Linked DNA regions of Mus musculus: all the other regions are linked to region 2. The links are chromatin contacts, called in public ChIA-PET, HiChIP or PLAC-seq, Micro-C, capture Hi-C and promoter capture Hi-C maps. All regions are on one chromosome and are shown on one strand. The core of a region is the stretch at or near the end of the contact, and the rest is flanking DNA. Distances in the headings are between cores, read along the strand shown.

Region 1 (3,392 bases), core at 692-3,191, 670 kb after region 2:
TTGGTTCAAGTTGGTCTTGGGTTTCACACTTTTTACATGACTTTGTAATCTACCTTAAAGTGCCTCAGTTTCCTTACGCGAGACCCATCTCACAGGATTACTATGCCGGTTAAAATGCACAATTTGGTAACATATCAAAAAAGGTGCCAAGCACATATTAATTATCACCAATGCTACTGCTGCTGCTATACTGCCATGCATGCCAGCTGTGGCTTCTTGGGTCTCCTACGTAACTAGTCCCGTTCCTAACCACTATCGACTGCTTTTCTGTCTGTCTTGTCTATCCAACTGGAGCCATGTAAGACTTATGTATACAGTGTTTCTCTTGGAAGAGAGAGGAACCCAGGCTCTGCAGAAGCTGAGAAGTTTTGGTGCTGAGGACTGTACCACTAGGAGGGTGAGCTGGCCACAGCTTCAGGAAGGAAGAAGCAGGAGGCAGAAGTCAGACCTTGCACGTTCTGGCATGCAGCACCCACTGGGAAATACATTTTCCTGCTCTCTTAACGTTCACTCATGAAATTTGGCGCCCCAAGAGAACATGCATTAAACAGTGGCAGGAATACGCAGGATAACACTCACTTTATTGATCCAGATCAGCCCTGGGATTTGGTTGGAATTAATCTGCATCTCTAGCCAGGGTCTCATCCGCATTCGAGTGATTGGCATGGTGGCTGGAGGGAAAAGACAGAGGCCTGTGTTTGGAGTCTGTTAAACAACCCTGGGCACTGCCCTGCTCCACCCAAGGCCGCTCGCTCAATTACCTTCTCCTGTCCTCACACCCAGGTCATTACCCTCCCCCACTCTCCTGCCATCAGCCAGGTACCCAGGTCATAGATTAGGGACCCTGAAGTAGAATGAAACTCTCCAGCATCATGGGCAAAGCCACCTGCCCATTCTTTTCAGTCTCTCCCAGTCAGTCTCAGGAATAAACAACCAAGCAAGTCTGGATGGATGGATGGTTGCAGGATATATGTGCAAAAAAAAAAAAAAAGCCAAAAGACAGACATCTCAATGACAGAACTTTTCTCTCAAAATTCAATCTTTGGAAGAAGGAAGGGACTACTTTTGCTTGTCACCCCCAGCCCTGCACCTTCCAGGCTGTGCAAGCAAGCAAGTCAACCTCCATCTCGGGCACTTCTACCCACCCACTCCAATCCAGTCTATGTCCCCTCTTGACAGCCAGTGCCCACAACATACAGGCTGGGGCGCAACCCCTTCCGGCCTGGTTTCCCCTGCTGTTAAGAGAAGTGGCGCAAGCAACACCTGTGGCACCTCCTCCCGAAAGCCCAGTAGTTCACGACCCGGTCCAGCCAGTCAAGGCAGCGAGCCAACCTCTGCACCGAACACTGCGCGTCCGAAAGCAAGAGCTGGGAGCCAAGCTGCGACCGCCAAAAGTGCGCGCAGGCGGACATCCGAGTCCCCCGGCGCTGCTCGCGGGTGCGCGCGACGGCCACTCTGGGCTACCAAGAGGCCCCGCAGCGGCTCCGCGCACGCAGACCGCCGAGCGCGGCCAGAGGGCGGTGCACGCCGCGGCCCGCCTCCCGCCCGCTTGCAGCGCCCTCCCGAGCCAGCGCGCCACCGCGACCCAGGGTGTCTCTGGCCCCCACTTCCTGGTGTCCCGTGCGCCTTTTGTTCCACGGCACCCGTCGGTGCCCGCGCAGCTCCGGCGAGCTCACCTTTGCTGCAGGAGCGATTCGCAGAGGGTGCCGGAGAGCGAGGCACGGAGTTGCGGTGTAGGTACGCGATGCGCGCACGAAGCGAAAGATGCCCGAGATGCTGGGGTCCCTCTGGCCACCTCGGCTGACCTCGGCGCAACTCGGCCCGGTTCGGTTCGGTTCGGTTCGGTTCGGTTCGGCTTAGACTGTGAAAGCACGTCCTACCTCGACGAAGGAGTGGTGCGCACTGGCGAGTCCGCGGCGCCGCGAAGAAATCTAAACACTTAGCGGGATTCCCCGGCCCGGACTCGGCCACGCCCCCGCCGCGCCGCTCCTGCGCGCCCATTGGCCCACTCGGCCTCATCATTTCGGGGAAATCAGGCTGTTGTAGAGCTAAGCGGCGAAGGGGAAGTACAAGGCAGCTGTGCTCCCCACCCCCTCGGGCCCGCGCCACCGCCCCGGGGCTACCGCGGGCCCGCCCCTTGCTCCACTCCACTCCCCTGCCCCCTTGCCTGTCTTGGAAAGCCGAGACCGTCCCCCTCTTTCTGCAGACTCCCAGCCTGCTGGCTCCTATGATGGTCTTCCCCTTCTCCACGGGAGACACCTAACTCCCTATGTCTCTAGAACACCTGATTCCCTCTCCAGAAGGGTCCCCGGGACTAAATCACCCTCAAAATCAGTCTGGTAATGAAGTGTCAAGAAGGGAGAGATTATGTCCCTGTACCGCCTTACTTGCCACTTGGCTGCTCTGGGAAATTGAGGCAGAAGGCCTAACTTGGAAATACGGGGCAGTAGGAACTCCCAGCCTGGACTCTGCAGGGCCAGCCGTTGAAGGACTCAAGGACTCCGTAACCATAAAATGTCAATAGCTCACTTGCTAGTCTGAAGTGATGGGGGAACACCTTGTCCTTATGGGGAGAGATGATGTGTTTGCTTACATGGGCACAAGATGCGGGTGTGCTTTCCTGTGCCACACGAGGTTCTAGCTAGCGGTGACCAAGGCGACCCTTATTCCTTGGGACTACCTAACACCAAAGAAGTGGATAAAATTCCGAAGTGGCCGTGGTTCCTTCTATGACACCTACTTCAGCTCTCCATCCTCGACGTAGCCCTAGGGAGAGAGTTCCTCTCTGATAGTCTTGAAGTCATTTCTGAGTCCCCAAAGCCTGGCTCTGGAGAAGTTCTGGGCAGCATAGGGAAATTGTGGCTAAGGGGGGACCCAGGTCCCAAGGGGATGGCAAGGGCAGCGGGTTAACTGGTGTTCACGAGTAAACCTTGCCAGTTTGTTCTTTCTCTTAGCGGCTGGGCTAGTGTATACATGTTCCATCTCCGAACTCTGGCCCCTCAGGCTTCTTCATTCGCTTCCTCGCAGCTTCTGACTCACAAGTACATCAGTCCTCTACCGTGTCATTCTCTTGTGTCACCTTCCTCACCCTAGCTGTCCGTCTAGGACAGCACCCAGTTTGAATGTTGCAAGCTGTAATACACACATCAATGGACGATTGTACCTGTAACGTCACTGCCTCATAGACGAGCTAGGAGATTCAAGGTGGCAGGAGGATTTGGAAGGAGGAATTGAGACTCTAGAATAAATACGGAGGTATTTGAAGTCGCAAATTAAGAGAATCACTAGAGACCAGGGCCTTCTGATCACATGACTCTGAATCTGACACCTGCTCTCTGTGCAACAGATGTATACTTGCTCTGTGGAGACACTCTGACCAGCCAATGGAAAAT
Region 2 (3,891 bases), core at 83-2,582:
ACTTTCGCTTTTCAAAGGAAAAACAACTGTCAGATGACTACGGCACAAGACATTTACTTCCCATTACGAAGAAAAGCCACTGCCATGAAAATTCTTTTGTTAAGCTTGTTTCCAAAACGGTAACTGACCTTTTTCTCCCATTAAATATCAGTTAAATTACTTGCCATTTGATATTCAATCTCACACATTGTTTCCTGATGGGATCTGTATTATTGACAGCGTGGATAATTTGAAAAATATTAAAGCCTCTAAGACTTATGTAGTGCAGTCATCTGATACTTGGGCTTGCTGCAAAATTTGACACTGTTTCCCTTTTACTATTACTGTACAACTGAGTTCTCGGCCATACAGCCAAGTTTGTCTGATATGTGACATTTGGCCTAGTTACATGCGAAAGTTTCCATAGCGCATTATGGAAGACAAAACAATATCTTCTTCAAATACAATTCCACGGCTGAATTTAACCATTGAGCTAAGCTTCTATATATCTGACAATTCTAAAAAGTTACTGTACCAGCAACAGGTACTGCAATCAGAAAGAAACAAAGCATGCAATCACAAACAAACACACACACACACACACACACACACACACACAGCTACCGTTTTCCATTTGCAAGAAACTCCTTTTCAGTAACAGGTGTAAGAAGGGAAAGAAAATTCGACAGTAAGTTCTACCGCAAGTCCTCCTCGAGTCTGGTCAGTAGTAACCCTAACCACTTCGGTTTCGCATTTCTCCTTCGATAACACTAAGGTCGCTCGGCAAGAGAACTGCACAGCTCCAATTTTAGTTTCCAAGAAGCCTGACAGACCGCCAGCCTGCCCACTCGCTCCTCCAGCCTCCTCAGTGCTCCGCAGGTTGGCCGAACGCGCGACAGTCTGCACAAAGCCACCCGAGGGCTGCGGATCACAGGGAGACAGCAGCTCCCGGCCGGGCCCCGGAGGCCTGCGGTGAGGTCGCAGCCCGGGCAGCGTGCGGACCGACAGCCTCCCGAGGCCGCCGTGCTGGGGCTGGGGACGCGGCGCGTGGCGCGGGCGGGGCATAAACAGCCTAGCGAAGAGGGCAGGGGACCGCACGCCCCGCCCGAGGCCGCGACCCCTCGGGGGCCCGCGACGCCTCACCTGAACGCGCAGTCCGGGTCGCGGGCGTCTCGTCCCGGCGCGCCTAATCCGCTCCGCTTGCTGAAGAGCTTCTGGAACAGGGTGGGGGCCATGCTGGCCGCCGCAAGACTGGGGTCGCTCGGCTGGGAGCTCGCAGGAGGCCCCCCGCTCCTACCGCCACCCCGCCACCCCCATGGGCGCCTCAGTCATATGACAGAAATTAGTCACTTCAAACGGCCACGGCGCGCGGGGCGGAGCGCGAGATTGAGGTCGCGGCGATTGGCTGGCGACGAGCCGTATCACGTGGCAGCAAACTGAGCGGGGGGCGGGGTGGGGGTGGGGAGGCGGGGCCGCCTGCCATTGGCTGGCTCACGGGTCCGTCACGCGGCCTCTCACGGGGCGGGGCGTGCGAGGGCGCGCGCGGCTGGGTGGCAAGAGAAAGCCTCTGGGACCCAGGCCCGCCTCTGACCCTCCCAAACTGCTAGGGCTCTAGGAGGAGACCTAGGTCTGTGACTTGAGGTGCGGTTTCCATTGACGCCCGCACTTAGTCTCTAGGAAGATCTAGCGACTGGGGGCTCAGGCTCGATCTCCTTGGTAACCAAAAAGATCACAAGCAAAACCAAGAGAGGCAAGCAGCCGTAAAAAAAAAAAAAAAAAAAAAAAAAAAAAAAAGACATCTATCTAAAAATATCTAACCCTTTATGCTAAGTATTTAGAATTTGAAAGACTGCGGTTAAAGAGCTCAGTAGTTAGAGGCCCTGGGTTTGATCCTCATCACCAAACAAGAAGTTTAGCAAAATGTCTAAGAGAGACAATCAGAACTTCCATGAAACAAAGCTGTATATCTTTAATATCTGGGTATGAGGAAAGGAGGAACTGTAACATTGTTACCAAATGGCAAGACTGCTCTCAAAACGGAAAATACAGCTCACGAACATCCTTCCAGTCTTATCAAACCATCAGTGTTCAGATCAAATTCGTCATCCGTTTACCAGGATGAGGGATTTCGTACAGTGGAATGAAGTTCTCTGAGAAATGTGGATGAATGTGGGGAAATACTGGTGTATGTTTGCAAGGGTAGACAAAGACGCTTGAGAATTTCACTTAGCTAGACATAGGAACCAAATCTTTAAGAAGTTGTCAGCTGATCTGCAGTTGAAAAAAAATAAATAAGTAGCCCTTATTTACATGGGAAAAAGAAAAAATGCCGGGCAGTGGTGGCACACGTCTTTAATCCCAGTACTTGGGAGGCAGAGGCAGGCAGATTTCTGAGTTCAAGGTCAGCCTGGTCTACAGAGTGAGTTCCAGGACAGCCAGGGCTACACAGAAAGATCCTGTCTCGAAAAAACAAAACAAGAAAACAAAACAAAAGAATAAAAGAAAAATTAGCAGGATATTTTTATATCGTTAATAATTTATCACTGGTCAGCATGTTGAGCTGTTACAACATGTTACAAAGTCTCATGTTACAAGACTTTTTTATATTTATTGAGACAGGGTCTCTTGCTGGCCTGGAGCTCACCAAGTAGTGTAGGATGACCTTTCTGCTTCATCTTCTTTGACAGCACAAGAATCACAACCTTGCATTCCTTTGCCCATCCTTGAAGTAGATTCTGGGAATGGAATGCAGGTCTTCTTGTTCACACAGCAAGCACTTCATCTCCAGAGCTGCCTTCTGAAGGTGTTGGAGGAGGAGGGAGAAGTCTCCAGTTCACTCTCCTGTCTCCACCGCTCCAGTACACAAGACATTTAAAAAGCACTAATTATAGATAACTAAAACGAGAATTTGCAGCCAAGCAGTGGTGGCATACACTCTTAATCTCAACACTCTGGAGGCAGAAGAGGGTGGATCTCTGTGAGTTTGAGACTAGCCTGGTCTACAGAGTGAGCTTCAGGACAGCCATGGCTACACAGGGAATCAAAAAATAAATTTGCTCATTGCACAAATTTAAGTTCTGTATACTGGGGATCAACATTAACAACAGAAAAGTTAATTTTATAAGCAAGAAGACTGTAAATGGTAAGGTAATTGCAGAAAGTGATTAGTGTTACGCAATTAATGAACTAAACAATGAAATTATGTCACAGGAAGGTCTTTCTGAGAATGTAGTGCAATAGTTAGATTTTATTCATAGGTCCTTTGTAAACTGCTCATTTCAAAAGTTCCTGGGTATGGTGGTTTGAATAAAAATGGATCCCATAAGTTCATACTCTTGAATGCTTGGTCACCAGAGAGTGGGACTGTTTGAAAGGATTACAAGGATTAGGGGATGTGGCCTTTTTAGAATAGGTGTGGCCTTGTTGGAGAAAGTGTATCACTGGAGTTTGCTTTGAGGTTTCAAAAAGGCCACACAAGGACCAGTGCGCTCTCTCTCTCTCTCTCTCTCTCTCTCTCTCTCTCTCTCTCCCTCTCTCTCTCTCTGCCTGCAGATAAAGATGTAGCACCATGCCTGCTATGCACTATGATCCCAGCCATGATAAAGGACTAAGCCTCTGAAACTGTAAGCAAGCTCCCAATTAAATATTTTCTAACAGTTCCCATGATCATGATGTCTCTTCACAGTGATAGAACAGTGAAATTTTTTTCAAGGAAAATATTTGTGACATTTTTAAATATAGGAAAAAAACCCCATACATCTGCTAAGTCAGTGTGTGAGCTGCTGACGTTTCTTGTTTTTATACACATTAGATAAAAGTGAGTAGAATCAGACTCACGCTTCTACTGGACACTGGAGCAAAGATTCTTAAGGACAAGAGGCTGTCCATGGCTGGCACAGAGATGAATCTTTC
Region 3 (3,898 bases), core at 1,086-3,585, 700 kb before region 2:
ATCAGACCTTTTGGCCTGAGATTGGCTCACAAGAAATACTCAGGGTGGGAGACCAACATAAACGATGCACAAGAAAGTCAGCCCAGCCCAGAACATAGGATACGACAACTGGACGGATAGTCTGGCAACTTGTTACCTCCAAAAAGTAAAAACCTGCAAGGAAAATGGAGCTGGGATGTAGCTCAAAGGTAGAGCACCTGCCTAGCACACATGAAGTTCTGGGTTCAATTCCCAGTACCAGAAAACAAACAACAAACAAAAACCCACAGCAGGAGCCGGGCGTGGTGGCGCATGCCTTTAATCCCAGCACTCGGGAGGCAGAGGCAGGTGGATCTCTGAGTTCGAGGCCAGCCTGGTCTACAAAGTGAGTTCCAGGACAGCCAAGGCTATACAGAGAAACTCTGTCTCAAAAAAAAAAAAAAAAGAAAAAAAAAAAAAAAAAAAAAAACCCACAGCAGGAAGAATGAAGTTCTGGGTTCAATTCCCAGTACCAGAAAACAAACAACAAACAAAAACCCACAGCAGGAAGAATGACGTAATTTTTCAAATTTAAGAGCTGTAATTGAGTTCAATGCATAGGCTTGCCTGGATCCAACTTTATAGTGGGTGTGGGAGGAGGTATGTGAATAAAGGGAGAGCCTAAACCCCAGGACAACAGACCTTTGTTTCCAGTGTATTGAAAGAGAAACAAAGTGTCACTGCCTTTGTCCTCTGCCCAATGACTCTCTTCTGGAGGAAGAAATCACACAGACACACCATGGTGACAGTTTATAAGAAGACCAGCCTGGACTCTCCAAAATGACCTGATGAAAAACCAGTGCAAATGCAAAAAATGTGCAAAAATATTCCACATGGAAAAAAAAAAGACAAAAGAGGTACAGCCAAACACAACATAAAGCTTTGGAAAATTTTTAACAAAAAAAAAATAAAAGTTAAGTCAGATACAGTGGCAAACCTGCAATCCCAGCACTTAGAAGGTAGAGGCAGCAGAATTAATAATTCAGGGGCAGTCTGGGCTATATATGAAGTTTAAAGCTAGCCTTGGCTATGTGAGACTATGCCCTCCCCCTCAAAGAAAGAGATATTTGTAAAATAATTAAAATATATAAATTACATATTTGTTGTTAGTTGATTTCTGACTATTAAGAACTAAGAGAAATATGCCTATGGTATTTCAAGTAGATATTTCATGACTTCGGAAATTATCATTGAAATGAACTGAATTGAACTGAGTACTTTTGGGGAGTGTGGGGTGTGTGTGTGTGTGTGTGTGTGTGTGTGTGTGTGTTGTGACTATAATACCCAGAATGCAATTCAAGGCCAAAGGTAACTACAAATGAATTTCATTAGAGTAAATGGATGTGGGTGGTTGTGGTAACACCAGCACTATCAGAGTAGAGGCAAGAAAATCAGGTTTTCAAGGTCACACTGGCTTTGTGGTAACACCAGCACTATCAGAGTAGAGGCAAGAAAATCAGGTTTTCAAGGTCACACTGGCTATCTGGCTAATCAGAGGCCAGCCTGGGCACCACAAGGCCCTATCTCAAAAAACTAACTCTCCAAAGCCAGAGTTTATGGCTGTTAATTTCTCTTGTACAACCAACTTTTTCTGTGGGTCAGACATTTCTCAAAATAAAACCATCAGAAATAATTGTTTTGAAAAGGAAATCAAAAAAAAAAGGGGTGGGGGGCTGGAGAGATGCCTCAGCGGTTAAGAGCACTGACTGTTCTTCCAAAGGTCCTGAGTTCAATTCCCAGCAACCACATGGTGGCTCACAACCATCTATAATGAGATCTGACACCCTCTTCCGGGGTGTCTGAAGACAGCTACAGTGTACTCACATATAACAAATAAATAAATCTTTTTTTAAAAAATAGAAAAAAGAAAGAAGAAAAGAAAAGAAAATGAGATCCATCCTAAACAGTAACTTATTTCCCTTGTCCTTGTCTTCCTTCCCAGGTACGTTGTGAGCTTCCTGCTGATCGTCACTCAGCTGGGCTTCTGCAGCGTGTACTTCATGTTTCTGGCGGACAACTTACAACAGGTAAAGAGGGGTCTTCTGGGCAGAGTGGGTGGGAGGAGAGCAGACCTCCCGATGCTGGGGCTGTTAGTGTCTGCCCATATTAGACCACAGTTGAGACCAGAGCAAAGCCAAAGCCCCTAACCTTTAGGCTGGAAAGCATCTCAAGTTGTCACATCCAAGATATCTAACGAGCGGTCACGTTCCCCTCATCTCGTTCCTAATGCAGGCAAGTCAGACAGAGCCTTCTTTTACAACAGCTTTGTGAGACAGAGGAGCACACCCAGCCAGACAGGAAGAACAGTGTGCCTTGTAACAGAGGGACTGTTTGAGCAGAGGATGCTCAATGCTCAGCCCCGCCCCGCTTCACCCACAAAGTCTAAAAAGGATGTGCTAATGTAACAGAAACTCCTTTCTAGTCATGTGAGCGGGGAAACCACCACTTCACAGGGAAGAAGAGATTGTCTAGCAGACAGAAAGAGCCTTGTGCCTTTGGGCTTCAGGATGCTCAATGTTTCCCATCGTCAGAATCACACGCACTACAGTAAGGCGGTTAGGTTTGCCCAGTAAAATGCAGGACACCCAAAACCAGACACAGAGGTTCACATCCATAACACCAACATTTGGAAAACAGAAGCAGAATGATCAAAAGTTCAAGGTCATTCTCAGCTATGCGGCAAGGCTGAGGCCAACTCTGAAGGATATGCGAGACCCTGTCTAAAGTGCTTGTCTGCTTGTCTTGCCAGCCCAAGGGCCTGGGTACCATCTCCCAGGATCCCCATATTTAAAAAAAAAAAAAAAAAAAAAAAAAAAAAAAAGCCAGGTTTGGGCTAGAGAGATGGCTCAGCAGTTAAGAGAACCAAGTGCTCTTCCAAGGGTCCTGAGTTCAATTTCCACCAACTATATGGTAGTTCACAACTATTTATCTGAAGTGGGATTCGATGCCCTCTTCTGGTGTGTCTGACTACAGTGTACTCTCATACATAAAATAAATACATAAATCTAAAAGAAAAAAAAAAAAACCTAGGCTTTCTGGCCTGCAGCTGTAATTCAGTGCTGAGGAGGCAGAAGCAGACGGATACCTGCAGCTCACTGGAGGGCCAGCCTAGCCTAACTTGCCCAGTACCAGGCTAATGAGAGACCCTCTCTCAAAAGCAAGGAGGGCCACATCTGAGGAACATTACTGATTTTGTCCTCTGGAGCCCCCAGCACCACACACATGAGTGCAGAGACACAGAGAAGACACGTATTGATGCAGCTGTAGCGATGGCTCAGCAGTTAAAAGCACTTGTTGCTCTTTCGGAGGATATAGACCTGGGTTCGGTTCTCAGCACCCACATGGTGGCTCAAAGCCATCTGAAACTCCAGCTCCAGGGGACCTGACTTCCTTTTTTGGCCTCTTCCAGGACTGGGCATGTACATGATGTATAGGCAAACATTTCATACAAATAAAATTAAGTAAATCTAAAAATGTCTTAAGGATTCACTTATTTTATGTGCATGAATGTTTTGCCTGCATAAATATATGTGCACTACAGACTCATGAGAGTCAGAGGAAGGTATTGGCACTCCTGGAACTGTGAGCCACAGTGTGGGTACTGGGAATGAAACTCATGTCCTCTGTAAGAGCAACCAGTGTTTTTTAGCCACTGAGCCATCCCTCTAGCACCGGAAAAAAAAAAGATATCTGGCTATACTGAAATGTCACACAAGTCGTGAATAATGTCTTTTCTACTGTGGCAGTAAGTTTTCAGTCGATGAGCTGAAATCCTAATTGAAATGACTCTCAGTGACTCACGACTGACGTCCTGCCTTTCACTGTGTCGTTCTGGCAGATCATGGAAGAAGCCCACTTCACCTCCAACGTCTGCCAGCCG
Region 4 (3,449 bases), core at 779-3,278, 640 kb before region 2:
CTGAGCCTTCTCACCTGCCCCACACTTTGGCTGCCTTACTAAGCATTTCTGTGGTGGTTTGAATGAGAATGGCCCCATAGGTTCAAAGATTTGAATGTTTGGTTTCAGTTGGTGGAACTGTTTAGGAAGGATTAGGAGGTGTGGCCTTGTGGAGGAGGTGTGTCATTGGGGGAGTGTTTTGAGATTTCAAAAGCCCATGTCCAGCCCTGTTCCCCGCCCCATCTGTCCATCAGGATGTAACACTCTCAGCTATCGCTCCAGTGCCTTTAAATGCTCCCTGCCATGATAATGGACTAAGCTCCTGAAACTGTAAGAAGCCCACCCCACCCCACCCCCCAGTTAAATGCTTTCTGTTTTTAAGAGTTGCCTTACTCATAGTGCCTCTTCATAACAATAAAACAGTGACTAAGACACAGGGTTTCATTATGTAGTCCAGGCTTGCCTGGAACTCACAGTGACCCCCTGCTTCAGCTTTCTTGCTGTTTGAACTACAAATATAAGCCCTCATGCCCAGCTCAATATTGTTTTCTGCTCTTTGGAGGGTCATTGCCTTGAATGTGTTATTCATTGCACTGGGTCTCTTTCTTCAATACAACTTTCAGAGAGTTTGTGACCCTGACACGGATTTTCTAACCTGTGCCCAGTACTCTGGAGCGCTGACTTTCAAAGCTGTTATCGCCTTCCCACGTGCAGCTCCCAGTGAGCACTCCAAGAAGATAGAAAGGAGTCTCTTGTCCTAGATTCTGACCCTATTGTCCCCATTCCCACTGCATCTGGCAAGCTTGCAGTGTCTGTCCTGAGGAGAGAAGACTATGTCACACAGATCTTGTGAGCTGGGGAAAGCTATTGGCCCAGCCTTGTGGAAAGCTTACAATGAAAGTGGGTGTCATTTATTTGCAGGGGTGTTACAAAAGCCAGGTTTGGGGGAGCATTTGACCTGGGCTCTGGGCCTTGCTACCAGCATTGTCCCTCTCTGAAGTATACTTTTATTTCATTTATTCATTTGTTTATTGAAGAGGGGAGAGTGAGTGTGTGTGCACACATGTGTGCACATGGCCTACATATGGAGATCAGAGGACAAATTTCAGGAGTTGGCTCTCTTTTTCCTGGGAATTGAATTTAGGTCATCAGCTTAGTAGCAAGCACCTTTACTCACTGAGATAATTTTAATTCATTTTCTTTTGAGACAAGGGCTCACTCTGTAGCCTAGACTGACCTCCAACTTGTGGTTGTCCTTTTGCCTCAGGCTCCTGGAACTGCAAATTGATTGGCCTTTTCAGCTCAGGAAATGTAGATTTAGTTATGAATGGGTAATGCAGTGTGTGAGCCTTGGCATGCATGTTCCTTTTCTCCTTCCACCAAGTGGGGCCTGGGGATGGAGCTCAAGTCGGCATCACAGGCAACTGCCTTTCCCACTGAGCCTGCAGCTGGCTTGTTCTTTTGGTTGCTTGCTTGGTTAGTTTTGTTTTTGAGATAAGCTCTTACTTACTCTGTAGCCTCTTCCTGAAACTCCAGCCTCAGCCTCCTAAGTGCTGGGTCTATAGGCACTCACCCTCAGTGCCTTCAGAGGTTAAAAGGCCCATGTGCTGGAGCCGGACAGGCATCTTTGAGCCACCCGATGTGGGTGTCTGGAGTTGAACCATAGTTCCCTGGAAGGGCAGAAAAATACTCTTAACTGCTAAGATCTCTCTCCAACCCCGTTCCCTTTGTATGACAGGTTATCATGTAGCCCTGCCTGGTCTTAAACCCCCTATATATATCAGACTGTCCTCGAACTTGTGATCCTCCTGCCTCCACCTCCTCAGAACTGGGATTACAGACGTGTGCCACAACGCCTGGTTTAATTGTTTTCGTTCTTTTCCCTCTCAGCTCTTTCTCATCAGAGGGTCCTGAGAACCATCTGTGGCTCCTGGGGATCTCTCCTGCCCCGGCCTCAGGTACTTCTGGCGTGGAGCGCCGCTGGCACCTGCCCTGGCCCGGCCCCGGCTCGGCCGGGGCCCCGCGCAGGCCCTGCTCTTCCGGCATTTAAGGCGCGCAGCCGGCGCGGCTGCAGCTCCGGGCGGTTGAGAGTCACAGCCAGCGGGACGCGCGAAGCAGGATGGGCTGCAGGCAAAGCCGGCACAGCCGCGGCAAGCGCGCAGAGAAGGTACCGGGAGCCCGCACACGGAGGTCTGCTTGGGGGGCGCTCAGAGGGACAGCAGAGGACACCAGATGGACAGCAGTGGGGGGGGCAGTCATGGAGATTGGGGTGCGGGGGTGGGGGTGCTCTGTCTCCGCCCGACCCGGCAATCAGAAGCCGAGTTAACACACTCAGTCCCAGACAAACTGCAGCTGACCCTGCTGTCCCCGCGGGGAGGTGACTGGTGTGTCCGTGGCAGGTGGCCTTCAGTGTGGGGCTGTCACTGTGTAGTAGAGGACAGAGTTCTTAACCTCTCTGCGCCTTGAGCTAAGGTCTAAGGCCGGCAATCTCTGATAGGTCCACAGCCGGACAGCACCAGCATCACCTGAGACCTGTTGGAAACCTCAACTCCCTGGTCTGCCCAAGGGCTGCTAGACACAGGCTGCCTCTTAACGAGTTTCGCCTGGGATCACTGCACCCTTTAGAGCCTAGGAAGCGGGTCAGGGCTTCCTGCGGGAACTGAGCGGTGCGTGGGCTGCCCTTAGGGTAGCTGGGAGGAGCCAAAGTGGGAGTTGATTTGTAGTCTCCTGCAGCTCTCTCCTCCTTCCTGTCCCTCCCGCCCCAGAGCCCTGAAGCTGGGTTAGAGCCCAAGAGACTGACTCAGGTTTCTGCCCCTTGAGGTCTGAGAAACGTCAGGAGGTCAGAGCCTAGATTCAGGGCCAAATCCACTGAGGACAGCCGGGGGCCCAGAGAAGGAAACAGGCACTCTAGAGTCCTAGTCGTTTTTTCCTGTCTGCCAGTCTCTCCACCCCTTGTGGGGATGGACAGCCCGTGAACTTCATCAGTCCCCACTGTGAAAATGATTAATTTTGCAAGGAACTTCAGCTCATTAGTCTTCCTGTTACCTCTGTTTATCTACCCCTAACTTTGTCAATGTGTGTGTGTGTGTGTGTGTGTGTGTGTGTGTGTTCTCTGAACCCTCCCCTGCACTTGGACTAACTTTTCATTGTTTTATTTTTCTCCCCATCCCCACTTTTGGAGACAGGGTCTGGTGTAGCCCAGGCTGTCCTAAACTTAATGTGTAGCCAAAGCTGGCCTTGCACTGCTAATTCACCTGCCTCTCCAATGCTGGGATTACCAGCCTCCCCACCACAGCAGGCTGGATGTTTTTGTTCAGATTTTTTAGACAAGCTCTCAATATGTAGCCTAGATTGGCCCCAAACTTTCAATTTTACTTAGCCTCCCTAATGTTGAAATTATAGGCCTGGGCTACCATACCTGGCTTCTAAGGGCTTCTTGATAACTGCAAAGCCCTTCACCTTTGCTGCCT
Region 5 (3,707 bases), core at 133-2,632, 920 kb after region 2:
ACAGCCCCCTCCCCAAGGGGCACAGAACACACCAGTCTACACATTATGAAAGCTCCTGCTTTGTTATGCATATTCGCAAAGACCAACAAATGTATTTTCAGATTAAAGAAGAAATTTGCATATATAAATTCAGATGACAGTATTTATAGCAAAATTACATAAGTCCTGGCTCCCTTATTTAGCCCCAGAACCAATTCGTTATCGGTCACACATTCAGAATTCTCCCTCCCTCCAACAGCCCTGGGCCCTCCTCCACCTCCTCCCTCTCTTCCCCTCCTCCCCTTCCAGTCGACCAGGGCCTCACATGCTGGCAAGAGGACACAGCTTCCTTCACCGTCACAGCCTAGCCTCCCAGACACACCCAAATCCAGCCTTAGACACCAAGAGTGCAGACAACCCCCAAAAGGCCTCCCTCCGCATGCTATAGCCTGGCTCAAGTCCACAGACACCCCCCTTAGGACCACCAAGGGGCGTCAGCCTAGAGAGAGGCAGGTCCAGACTGGGGCCCAAACAAACACTCAATGGTTTGGATCTGGAATCACTTCAGCTCCTGGGAATGGCTGCCGCAGAGCCAGAGCCAACCACTGAGGCCCTGGACCTGTCTGGAGTCGCACCCAGGATCCAGGTTCCCGGGAGGGCAGTGGAGGAGATGAGCAGCGAGCCTGGGTTCTTCCAACCCAAAGTCTGCAACTCCCCTGAGCTCTTTCTGGAATGTGTGTGTGTGCTGGGGGGTAGAAAAATCCCTGGATCCCTGGGGCTCCATCCTCACTCTTTGCACCCAGATAACAGCACCTGCGCGGCAAAGGCAAGTACCCAGAGGTGCAGGAACACCCTGGGAGAGAAGAGTCGGGGGCGTCCGGGATCCTCCCCTCTGGACACGAGTCTTGTCTTCACACCTGCCCCGATCAGCCCAGATCTTGGCTTCTTCCCGCGAAAGAGCTCACATCGCGCGAAGCCCAACACTCTGAGACACCCTCCCGGGGTTAGCTCCCGGGTCCCGGGGTTCGAGGCCCCGCCGCGCGGTGCTGACAGCCCGCCTCGCGCCCCCTCCCGTGCCCCTGCGCGCCACAGGCCTCACCGAGACGCGTTCCAAGTCGGTGGCCGCCATGGCGAGCTGCGCACCGGGCGGGCGGGTTGCGGGGAACGCCGGGGCCGCGGCGGGGATGAGCCGGCTGCGGGACGCGCTCCGCCCGGGCGGCTGCGGCTGAATGGATCCAATATGGCCACTTCCTGGAAACTCCCCTTGGCGGCGGCGGCGGCGGGAGAAGCCGCGGAGCCGGCCCCGCCCCCGCCCGCGGGACCGGCCTCCCTACCCGGCTCGGCCCCAGCACAGCGCACTCCCCGCGGCTGGGACCGACGGGGGTCTCCGCGGCTTGGCAGGAGGTACTAGCTGCGGGTGCTGCTGGGACTTGTAGTCTGTGAGGTGGGGGGCCCGGACTGCCACGTCTGGGGGACCCGGGCCTCTCCGAGGCCTGCTGAGTGTCCCTTGGAAGCCAGATTAGTGCATAGCACAGAGGGGTGCTACGTGTGCCCTGGGAGTTCTGCCTCCAAGCTGACTGTCTCTACAGGAACCTGCAAACGCACTGGGACCACCGATCGGATGGTTCATGCGCTGCAGGTCCGAGAGAGATCCCTCAGCCTCTTCTGCCTGTGCCATAGGTCCCACCTGATGCTCTAAGCTGGAGCTAGGGCGGGAGCCCTGGGCTGGACCGGTGCATCCTGCCAGGCAGCCTTTGGCTCCTTGCGCAATGATGAACCGGAGAAAGATGCAGTTTGGGAAGCGGACTCGACATCTATGCGCAGCATACTGCTAGTGATCCTCACCCTGCTTGTCCCACGAGTTTGGAGTTATGGCATTATGCAGAGAGGAACTTGGTTCTCACAGTACGCACATCTTCGCCAACCATACCACTCAAAAAAAAACCTACACAAACGTCTCAAGAGGCTCCGTAAACTTTTTCAGTGACTACAAGATCTAGCTCGCCCCGTCTTCTTTTCCCTGCCTTTCCCTAAGGTCTCCCTGATAGTAAGGCAAACTTTGCCTCTGTCCCTCCACTACCCACGAATGTGCATCCCACCCCCAATATCTTCTTGAGAAACAACCCTGTCCTCCCCTCAGTGGAAACGTATGCCTGCTGGAGGTATCTGGAGACCACATCTGGACTTGGCACACCCCGTGCTGTGGAACACTTCCTGTCCCCTCCATAGAGTCAGTCTCTCTCTCTCTCTCTCTCTCTCTCTCTCTCTCTCTCTCTCTCTCTGAAGAGAGAAGAAGCTTTTCCCTTCTTTCTTTACAAACCATGTCTTGTCTCCAAGGTACCCAGCTGAAGTATCTTGGAGTTCTTAACAGTGTTTTTATTTTGTTGGATGCTCCACCGTGCTGTTGTTCCTTGTACGTTCTCTGACAAGAAATGTGGCCCCGTGCAGCTCAGTTTGGTAGAGTGCTTGCTCGCTAGCGTGCAGGAAGCCCTGAGTTCTGTCCCCAGCACTGCATAAGCCAGATGTGAGGGGCACATTTATAATCCTAGTATTTGGAAGTTAGAGGCAGGACAGTTCAGAGTTCTAGTCATCCTCCATTATAAAACAAAATGGAGGCCAGTCTGGTGACCCCCCCCCAAAGAAAGAAACAAGACACCCCCCAAACAAACAAGCAAACAAACACCTGGGGTCACAGCACAGTGGTTAGAGTGGGGAGGTGGATTAGTGATGAACTTTCCTGTTTGAATCACATCCCACACCCAGCTTCTTAACCTTACTATGAAAGCTACTCTTCTGATGGCGTGTATCCATGAGCCAGCAAGGTGGCTCAGCGGGTAAAGTTGCTTGCCACCCAATCTGATGGCCTGAGTTCAATCCCTGGGATCTACACAATGGAGAGAACTGGGTCCCTCAAGTCTCTGAAAATGAAGAAAAACAAGCAAGGGGCTTTAAATTGTGATTGGAACCCATTGTTTGCTAGTGTCTCCTCTAGCCCTAATGTCTGACCCCGGGAGTGCATGGGAGAGCATGCGGAGTGCATGGGGAGAGCATGCGGGGTTGAGGATTCCATCATCTGAAACAGTTGCTGCAAGGAAACATGCAAGTTTCTCCTCGCTGCCTTTTTCTTTCTCACTCCTCCTTGGCCTTAGACTACCTTCTAAATGGCCTTTCATTTCCACTCGAGTGTTATTTCAAAACATCCACTTAGTTTGGTGTGGTGGCACTCACCTTTAATCCCAACCAGACAGATCCTGTCTCAAATAAAAAAGAGGAAGGATGGAGAGACGGCTCAGCAGTCTTTTAGAAGACCCATAGTTTCCAACATCCAAATCGTGGGGCAGCTTACAACAGCATGTCACTCCAGATGCAGGGGTGTCTGATGCCTCTGGCCTCCTTGGGCACACACACACACACACACACACACACACACACACACACACACCAGGGAGACTGGTGACTTCCCTCTCTTGAGAAGTGTCCACTCTCCTAGGAAAACTTTCTCCTCATCTCCAAGCCTCTGATTTTCATATTATGTGAGTTACTCTGTCCACGCAGCTGTGGGTTTGCACTTCTGAAGGAGTAAGGATAGTCTGTGGGGGCTGCAAGGTGAGTAGACTGATCTTTTCACATGTAGGATTTTCTGCAGCAGTATTCCATGTGGTCCTTATACACACCCAGGGGTACAGCTAGGGTAGGCTGAGTCCCAAAGTCACATGATCAAAGGCGAA
Region 6 (3,545 bases), core at 457-2,956, 730 kb after region 2:
AATGAGTTCCTGGCTGCCAAGATTACACGTCACAAAATGACAATGGAAAAATTAAAATGTAATTATATCATTTCCCCCTTCCCTTTTCTCCCTTCAGCCCTCTCATGTTCTGTCTCCCCTTTACTCTCTCTCAAATTCATGGCCTCTTTGTTATTTTACACACACACAAACAACCTACCGAGCCAGTTAGTGTTACTTGTACACATATGATTTCAGGGCTAACCACTTGGTATTGGATAACCAACTCCTCCCCAGAAAAGACCACCTCTTCTCTTCTCAGCAGTTAATTCCATTGTAGTTCTCTATGGGCTCCCTTTCCATGTCAGCATGTCTACTGATGCTGTCCTTGTTCAGGTCTTGTTTAGGCAGCCATATTGCTATGGTATCATGTGTGAAATTTTCTGTCATTTCTAGGAGACACAATCTCACAGGTTTCCTGGACCTCTGGTTCTTACAATCTCTTCACCCCCTCTTCTGACATGTTCTGTGAGCCTAGGTCCAAGAGTTGTGCTGTTGATCTATGAATCAGGGCTGGGCACGCCAGGCCAGCCTTTTATTTTTGTATGAGACAGGGTCTCACTCTTAGTCCACACTTAACAGTGAAAGGCATCCTCCTGCCTCAGTCACTCACCTGAGTGCAGGAATTACAGGTTTGAGCCTCCATAGCCAGCCCCTTTCTACCTAATTCCTACCTTGTGACCTTGTTGACAGGAGCGGACTTTCTTCCTACTTATAAGAACCCTGTCTTGGAACAGCATCTGGTTTTGGGTCCACAAACTTTTGGTCTTAAACTCCTTTTGCACTTTTAAATACTGCTGAGGGTGGAGGCATTGTATATGTTACTAATAGTTCAGTGGCAAAACTTTAAAAAAAGCCTACACACACATATATACTTTGTGTATTGCCTGCATGTATTACAGCATGTCTATGCCTGGAACTCAGGGAGGTCAGAAGAGGGTGTTAGATCCCCTGGAACTGGAATTACAGATGGTTGGGGCCACCATGTGGGTGCTGGGAATTGAACCCCGACAATCTGCAAGAGCAAGTGCTCTTAACCACTGAGCCACCTCTCCAGCTCACAAAACCATTAGCTCTGCAAGGATCTCAACACAAGCCTATGTAAGCATTAACTAGCAACATTTACAGCTTAGTAGAAATGAAAACTGATTTATTCTAAAGGAAAAATATATACAAGAGTGCAGTCTATTGTAATGGCAGCACCACAGTCACGTGATCAAGAGAAACTACTCGCCACTATAAAGTGAAAAACCAAAAAAAAAAAAAAAAATAATAATAATAATAAAAAGTGACAGTGAAAAACGCTGTTAAACAGTACTGTCCGTACAGTAGATGTCATTAACAAACCACTAACTGGGGTCTCCGACTGCACCCCAGCCTACCCATGCGGTCCAGGGATCCAAATGTGGACGTAAAGTATGGTCTTCGCTACTTAAGATGGGCTAGGAGGCTCTGTAATAGCGACGCTTGGAAGACTGAGGCAGGAGAATCGCAAGTTCGAGCCTACAGAGCTAGACCCGATCTCAAAACGTCAAAGCAAACAGTGATAGGTGGCAGCTGCCTCCCTGCCCAACTTCTAAAAGACAACAGCTACTCGTCCTGCTCGTGTTGCTTAGGACTCCCACTTCCCGGCATGCCCCGGGCGTGCGAGAGGCGTGGACAAGTACGCGCCCGCCCCCACGTGACCCCAGGTCGTGCGAGGCGGGAATGTGCGAGCTTACGGTTGCTGGCTCGCTTGGCTTTTCTGGGCTGTGCAGACCCTAACCGGCCCGCGCCCTCCCGGGAAACCGAAGCCCGCGGGGCCGGAAGTGCTCTCGCCACCGGAGCTCCTGCTCGCAGCGCGTGTTCGGAACTTTTGGGTCCTCTCGCGGCGTTCCTTCCCGGCTTGCCCAGCTTCCGCCTTGAGGTTAAAACTCGCCCCTGGCACTGAGTAAAGGAACGTGGTGCAAACATGTCCCGGATCGAAAAGATGAGCATTCTGGGCGTGCGAAGTTTTGGGATAGAGGATAAAGATAAGCAGATTATCTCTTTCTTCAGCCCCCTCACAATTTTGGTTGGACCCAATGGGGCGGGGAAGACGGTAAGTCCTGAGGCGAGGGCCCCAGAAGGTGTTTAGGGCGTCGCCCTGCGCGCTGCGTGGGCCTCGGGGACCTCAGAGCCGGTCCGGCCCAGCAACTCGGAGTGTCGGAAGCCCACGCGTGCGCTCCGCTCTGGCATCTCGTTCCCGGGGAAGGCCGGCTGCGCCCCTGCTTCCCAGCCCCGCCCCCTAGTTCCGGAAGCGTAGCAGACTCTCGCCACCTACCTGTGCCCAACTGGGACCTCCCAAAAGCCCCTCCAAAAAGCTTTTTTTTTAAATATGAGAGATAGGTAACCTAGAGTTGCAAAACATGTCTACTGGTAAAACATAACGATGGAAAAAAAAAGACTTATTGTGGACATGAAGCTGATAGAGTAGCCCTAACGCTGGAAAATTATTTTATTACTTCTGAAGATTTGGGCAATGCGTTGTGACACACTCGTTTAATCCTAGATTGGCAGAGACATGCCCATTTCTATGAGTTTGAGGCCAGTTTGATCTACACAATAAGTTGCAAGATAGCCAGAAATACCAACTTGGATGTTGAATGTCAGGAGGTGGACTTTTATGTGGAAATGTTACTTGACATTGTACCAGGTCTGTTCTTAGCCTTGATCTCCTGGAAGGAAGACATAATAAAGCGCTTATAATCACTAGCTACATGTATACATATTTTTTGCTATTATTTAATTTATTTATTTTGGACACAGCATCCCACATAGCTTAGGCTGACCTGATCTTCTTGTCCACCAAATGCTAGAATTGTAGATACACACCTCCACACCTGGCTGTGAATGAATATTTGTCATAAACTACTGTGGTTCTCATCACTAAATAACACACAACTTGCTCTTTTTTTAGACCATCATTGAATGTCTAAAGTATATTTGTACTGGAGATTTCCCTCCTGGAACCAAAGGAAATACATTTGTTCATGATCCCAAGGTAATGGTGTCTGTAAAGTTTTGTATTTTAAGAATTAAATTTTTATAATTCTAAAAGTAGTGGTTGCTTATTGTAGAGGACCTTAGAGTGGAAAGTATGCAGAGAAGATGGTCACCTGCAGTGGACGCACCCAGTGATAACCATTGTTGGCATTTTTATTTTCCTATGTACTGTTTAACCCAGCAGAGATCATAGTCCTATCTAATGGTACATTTCGGGGTTTTCCCCCCAGAGCACTGTCATACAGTGTGAAGTTATTAAAGCACAATAGGGCTGACAAGAGCAGGTAAACACATTTGCTGGTCACGCCAGGGTCAAACTTAAGAAGGGTGAGGGGAGAATTGACTCCACAATGAGTTCTCTGACCTTGTGTCATGCACAGACATTCGCGTGTACATACACACATACACACACACACACACACACACACACACACCTCTAATAATAATAACAAATAATAAAAGGAAGTTTTGAAGAAGAAAGCAAAACCACTATAATGATTTCT
Region 7 (3,823 bases), core at 818-3,317, 600 kb before region 2:
CACGTTTGCCATGGCTTTGTTATCTATCCCCTCTGGGCTGGGATGCAGGTTCTATGACAACTGAGATATTAGTTTGTTGATAAACCTTCTGAAATAGGGCCCAGCACATAGCAGGTGCTGAATAAATAATTATAACCATCTAATTGACGAAACCCTGGGATTAGATATGACAACATAGTTAAAGGATATACAGGGATGACAGGATGGCTCCGCAGGTAAGGAAGTTTGCCCCCAAACCTGACAACCTGCGTTCTATTACCAGAACCTACATGGGGGAAGGAGAGGGCCAAGTCCTGCAAGTTATCGTCTGACCTCTGTATGGATGCGATGATAGCACTTGTGCACAAAAGTGAGTATATGTGCATGTGCACACTTGTACCCACACACGTGCACCCACACATGTGCACACAAGTATGTTAATTTAAAACAAGGGTGGAATATTGAACCTTATGACTGATGGAAAATGCCCAGTGAATGACAGCAGTTACAACTGTGTGCAGGGAGACCACGGACCCCATCTTGTCAGGCAGGGCCAGCCCTCTTCTGTTTTCTTCCCCAACCTATTTATTTATTTGATTTTTTTCTGAGAGAGTCGCCCAGGCTGTCCTTGAACTTGCTATGTGGTTGAAGATGGCCTTGAACTTCTGATGCTTCTGAGTGCTGGGATTACAGGTATGAACCCGTAATTCTGATTTCATGTGGTACTGGCTATCCAACCCAGGGCTTCGTGCATGCCAAACACTCTACAAACTGAGCCACAACCCCCAGACCATTATTATTGCATGTTTTCTGAGACAGTCTCGTGTAGCCCAGGCTGGCCTTGATGCCAGTGATGACCTTGAATTCCGGATCCTCCTGCTCCAGCCTCTCAGTGCTGGGATGCAGGCTCTGCTGATAATCTGCTCCTCTCAAAAGTTGTAATGGCATCATTCTCGTTCTGAAGGTGACACTGCCCCACTTGCTTTGCCCCAAGTGCTTCCTCCACCTTAGCCCCAGGCTTCCCATAGAGAAATCTAAACCTCTGTCTATTGGCAGGTCCCAAGGGTGGGGCTGGGCAGCAGAGCTCACCTGTTCAGTTTGCTCTAGCTTGCACCAGAGGTTCAGTAAGTGTTCTTTGGGTGAAATGAAAAACAAACAAGCAACAAACAAACGGAGGACAATTTTCCAACTAGATCTTGGAAGATGCTTACTACTCTCTGAACGAGTGACAGATTCTGGAGATAATATTTTTTAAACTTTTAACTTTTAAAAATTACATTTTCTTTATTGAAGTGCAAAAAATATGTGCGAGCCCCCTGTAGGGCAGCAAGCACCTTGGCCTTCTGAGGCAGCTAGTTGGCTCCTGAGGATGACCCTTTAAAGAAACTCAAGGAACTTATTAACAAACAGAAGTCTGCTGTCCGCTGTGGCCACCAGGCAGTGGGGGCGGGGTGGGGGCGGGGGTTGGGGGTTGAGGGAGATTTCTCTATCAAAGCTGGGCTATCTGTTTTCCAGAGGTTGTACCGCTTTTCCACACAGACCTGGATGACAACTTCTGGTCCTCCTATCACTCCCTCTTCAACCAGAACCCACTCCCCAAGGCCAAATCTAAATTAGATTTCCAACCCCACAATCTGCAAGCTGAGTGACCCTGGGCGAGGCGCGGTCTTCTCTGGTCTTTCCTTCCTTGCAAAGTAGGTGACTACGCCTGTGACCCGATAGGGCAGGAAGGCGTGAAATCTGATCAGTCAGGTAAGGTCTCAACTTCAATTTTGGCAAGCTTCAAATTTCTCAACAAAGCTTTGGTGAGTAGCAGGAATGTTGGAGAATGTGTCCAGAACAGGACATTAATTTGACTTCTATTTCTGGGTGGCAGCGTGACCTTTGCCAAATCCCCTACCCTCTGGAGGTGACGTCAGGGCTGGGGTCAGAAACGACCCAGGTAAGAGGTGGCAGGTTTCCCCCGAGGGCGCCCTCCCCCATGCCCTTCCCCTGCAGCCGGTGACACCCAAACTCCAAAAAAGAAGCACTCGGGGTGGGGCTGGACAGGGCGGGGCGGGCAGCGAGCGAATCCGATTGGCCCCTGCGCGCCACGTGTCCCCCTCCACCGTGCGCCCAGCCTGCGCTGCGGCTGCTGCTAGGCTAACGGGCTTCGAGCTGCGTCTGTCCATACGCCCTGATCTGAGGCCTCCCTAGCGCGGTGAGTGTGCAGAGTCGCTGCGGGACACGGGGTCCAGGACTGAAGGGACCTGGTCGGGTCCATGCTGGTGTGCGGTCACCCCGGGGTGTCGCGGCTGGGTGTGTCCCGGGAGGGAACCCAAAGTGCTGGCGCTGGTTGACAGCACCCTGAGGGGGGAGGGGAGCTGGTGCCCCCCGCCCGGCCCCGCCGAGGGTGTGGTCCAAGACCCAGGAGCCTAATTGTCTAAAGTAGTGGAAAAACTTGGTGACCCTCGCGGGAGGCTGTGAGTTACTCAACTTGGAGAGCTTGAGGAATTGAACAGTCTGCTGAGCACCAGACGGTTCGTGGTGTGGTCCGGGAGAAAGGCTCCCTGATGCGGGTCAGAGGAAGGACCTGCTGTCTTTCCGGAGATGCTCACCTTTCCGGGAGCCGCAGAGGCTCTTAGCAAGATGCAGAGGTCCCACTCTGAATTTTGCTTCTCCTAAGCCAACCCGGCTCCTTCCCAGTTTTTCAGGGTCTTAGTTAGATGCTTCCTACTGACCTCGAATCCAGATCCCACCACCAACTTGCAGTGTGGCCTTGAGCCAGCCGCCTTTCCCTCTCTGAGCCCCCATCTCACAAGTGTTGATAACCCCCGCTTTCAGTCCTATGAAAGTGGGTTTGATTTGGCTGCTGGTTGGGGAATCTTGAGTACAGGTGTGGTCGATGAAACTCTCCTTTAGAGAGAATCTGGCTTCTGCTTCCCCCCACCCCCGCCCCACTCCCGCCCCACCCCCTTTTGTCTAAACTCTGGTGGGTCTTACTAGACACTTCCAAATTTGGGCATATGGCTCCAGGATTTGTAGGGGATCCTGGTGTTCCCTTAGAATCTGCCCTCCATTTCACCTCACCTGGCCAGATCACATCTTGAAGCTGCTGAGCCCACCTCTCCGACAGAATAGCTTGACTCTCCAGCCTTTCTTATCCCCCGGGAACTATTTCAGCCCCTGTATGCCCTGATGTTCTGGCTGCAGGCCCTAAGCCCTGCAGGAAGACCCTGGGCAATCCTCTCCCATATCCATGAGTTGCAGCTTGCCTGGGACACTTGGAAGGACTTCTTTTCTCTCTGGGCCCTTGTTCCCCATAGTGGTCTGCTGAGGTGGCCGCCACTTCCGGTGCCCCCCCCCCCCCCCCCCCCCCGCCAATTCAACTGTTCTCAGATTTGGGAGTGGGGTGTGGCTGGGCATGGAGGGAAGGAGAAGGCCTTCATCCCCTTGCAGCTGTGACTGTCGCTCACCATGTCCCTTTACTTCCTGTCCTTTGTTTGTGAGCCTCTCTCTGCTGGGATACTGAACCTATTTGCTGTTTCTGGCCAGGGGATGCAGCTGTTGCTGGACAGAAAGAACATGGATTTGCCCTGAGAATGGAGCTGCTGGGGGGTGGGGGTGGGAGTAGGGGTGGGGCTGGGAGTGGGGGACTGCAGCACTGAAGAGCTGCCAGAGACCATACATACATCTGCACTGCAGCTCTCAGAGGAGTCCTGGACACGAGGCCCAGCCCCGCCCCATCCCTGCCCCTCCACCCACAACCTGGGCATCTCCCCATCTTGATTCCTTCCTCCCTGGAGGAGGAGACCTGTACCCAGGCTCCCAGCTGGTAAGATGTGTTGGACCTGGGTTGGTGGCT

Evidence for each region. Promoter capture Hi-C pulls out the DNA fragments that hold promoters and counts their contacts. A called contact is a pair of places that touch in the nucleus more often than the background predicts. ChIA-PET counts read pairs in DNA pulled down with a chosen protein or histone mark. HiChIP or PLAC-seq counts read pairs in DNA pulled down with a chosen protein or histone mark. Capture Hi-C pulls out chosen DNA fragments and counts their contacts.
Region 1: a contact with region 2 is called in a Micro-C map of embryonic stem cells, with 5 times the contacts expected there. The contact joins the promoter of Irf1 here to the promoter of Fnip1 in region 2. A contact is called at or near these places in 1 of 39 promoter capture datasets (hippocampal neurons), 1 of 484 Hi-C or Micro-C datasets (embryonic stem cells) and 6 of 115 datasets of contacts at active chromatin or transcription factors (bone marrow-derived macrophages, embryonic limb bud, embryonic stem cells and 2 more).
Region 3: an RNA polymerase II ChIA-PET map of memory CD8 T cells shows a contact between it and region 2, with 13 read pairs. The contact joins the promoter of Slc36a3os here to the promoter of Fnip1 in region 2. A contact is called at or near these places in 4 of 115 datasets of contacts at active chromatin or transcription factors (the 230-238 cell line, memory CD8 T cells, regulatory T cells and 1 more).
Region 4: a promoter capture Hi-C map of pre-B cells shows a contact between it and region 2. The contact joins the promoter of Ccdc69 here to the promoter of Fnip1 in region 2. A contact is called at or near these places in 2 of 39 promoter capture datasets (liver and pre-B cells) and 2 of 115 datasets of contacts at active chromatin or transcription factors (large pre-B cells and memory CD8 T cells).
Region 5: a contact with region 2 is called in a capture Hi-C map of embryonic stem cells, with 5 times the contacts expected there. The contact joins the promoter of Septin8 here to the promoter of Fnip1 in region 2. A contact is called at or near these places in 1 of 484 Hi-C or Micro-C datasets (embryonic stem cells), 1 of 115 datasets of contacts at active chromatin or transcription factors (embryonic stem cells) and 1 of 9 other capture datasets (embryonic stem cells).
Region 6: a contact with region 2 is called in an H3K27ac HiChIP or PLAC-seq map of cardiomyocytes, with 7 times the contacts expected there. The contact joins the promoter of Rad50 here to the promoter of Fnip1 in region 2. A contact is called at or near these places in 2 of 39 promoter capture datasets (hippocampal neurons and liver), 5 of 115 datasets of contacts at active chromatin or transcription factors (astrocytes, bone marrow-derived macrophages, cardiomyocytes and 2 more) and 1 of 9 other capture datasets (liver).
Region 7: a contact with region 2 is called in a promoter capture Hi-C map of pre-B cells, with 5 times the contacts expected there. The contact joins the promoter of Anxa6 here to the promoter of Fnip1 in region 2. A contact is called at or near these places in 1 of 39 promoter capture datasets (pre-B cells), 1 of 484 Hi-C or Micro-C datasets (hematopoietic stem and progenitor cells) and 3 of 115 datasets of contacts at active chromatin or transcription factors (large pre-B cells, memory CD8 T cells and thymic regulatory T cells).

The regions. Positions count from the first base shown.
Region 1 is chr11:53,768,563-53,771,954 of GRCm38.p6, reverse strand. Irf1 (interferon regulatory factor 1) reads right to left here and starts at 1,941. Exons shown (of 10, transcript NM_008390.2): 1 at 1,677-1,941; 2 at 580-671. The coding sequence starts at 666.
Region 2 is chr11:54,435,620-54,439,510 of GRCm38.p6, reverse strand. It overlaps Fnip1 (folliculin interacting protein 1), which reads right to left and starts at 1,332. Exons shown (of 18, transcript NM_173753.4): 1 at 1,123-1,332. The coding sequence starts at 1,214. LOC115487771 (a long non-coding RNA gene) reads right to left here and starts at 1,116. Exons shown (of 2, transcript XR_003949675.1): 1 at 604-1,116.
Region 3 is chr11:55,135,436-55,139,333 of GRCm38.p6, reverse strand. Slc36a3os (solute carrier family 36 (proton/amino acid symporter), member 3, opposite strand) reads right to left here and starts at 2,335. Exons shown (of 2, transcript NR_167707.1): 1 at 2,167-2,335. It overlaps Slc36a3 (solute carrier family 36 (proton/amino acid symporter), member 3), which reads left to right. Exons shown (of 11, transcript NM_172258.4): 6 at 1,961-2,045; 7 at 3,857-3,898.
Region 4 is chr11:55,076,710-55,080,158 of GRCm38.p6, reverse strand. It overlaps Ccdc69 (coiled-coil domain containing 69), which reads left to right and starts at 2,028. Exons shown (of 7, transcript NM_177471.4): 1 at 2,028-2,146. The coding sequence starts at 2,099.
Region 5 is chr11:53,517,411-53,521,117 of GRCm38.p6, reverse strand. It overlaps Septin8 (septin 8), which reads right to left and starts at 1,382. Exons shown (of 10, transcript NM_001347496.1): 1 at 1,079-1,382. The coding sequence starts at 1,108.
Region 6 is chr11:53,705,480-53,709,024 of GRCm38.p6, reverse strand. Rad50 (RAD50 double strand break repair protein) reads left to right here and starts at 1,706. Exons shown (of 25, transcript NM_009012.2): 1 at 1,706-2,098; 2 at 2,957-3,040. The coding sequence starts at 1,970.
Region 7 is chr11:55,031,715-55,035,537 of GRCm38.p6, reverse strand. Anxa6 (annexin A6) reads left to right here and starts at 2,067. Exons shown (of 26, transcript NM_013472.5): 1 at 2,067-2,179.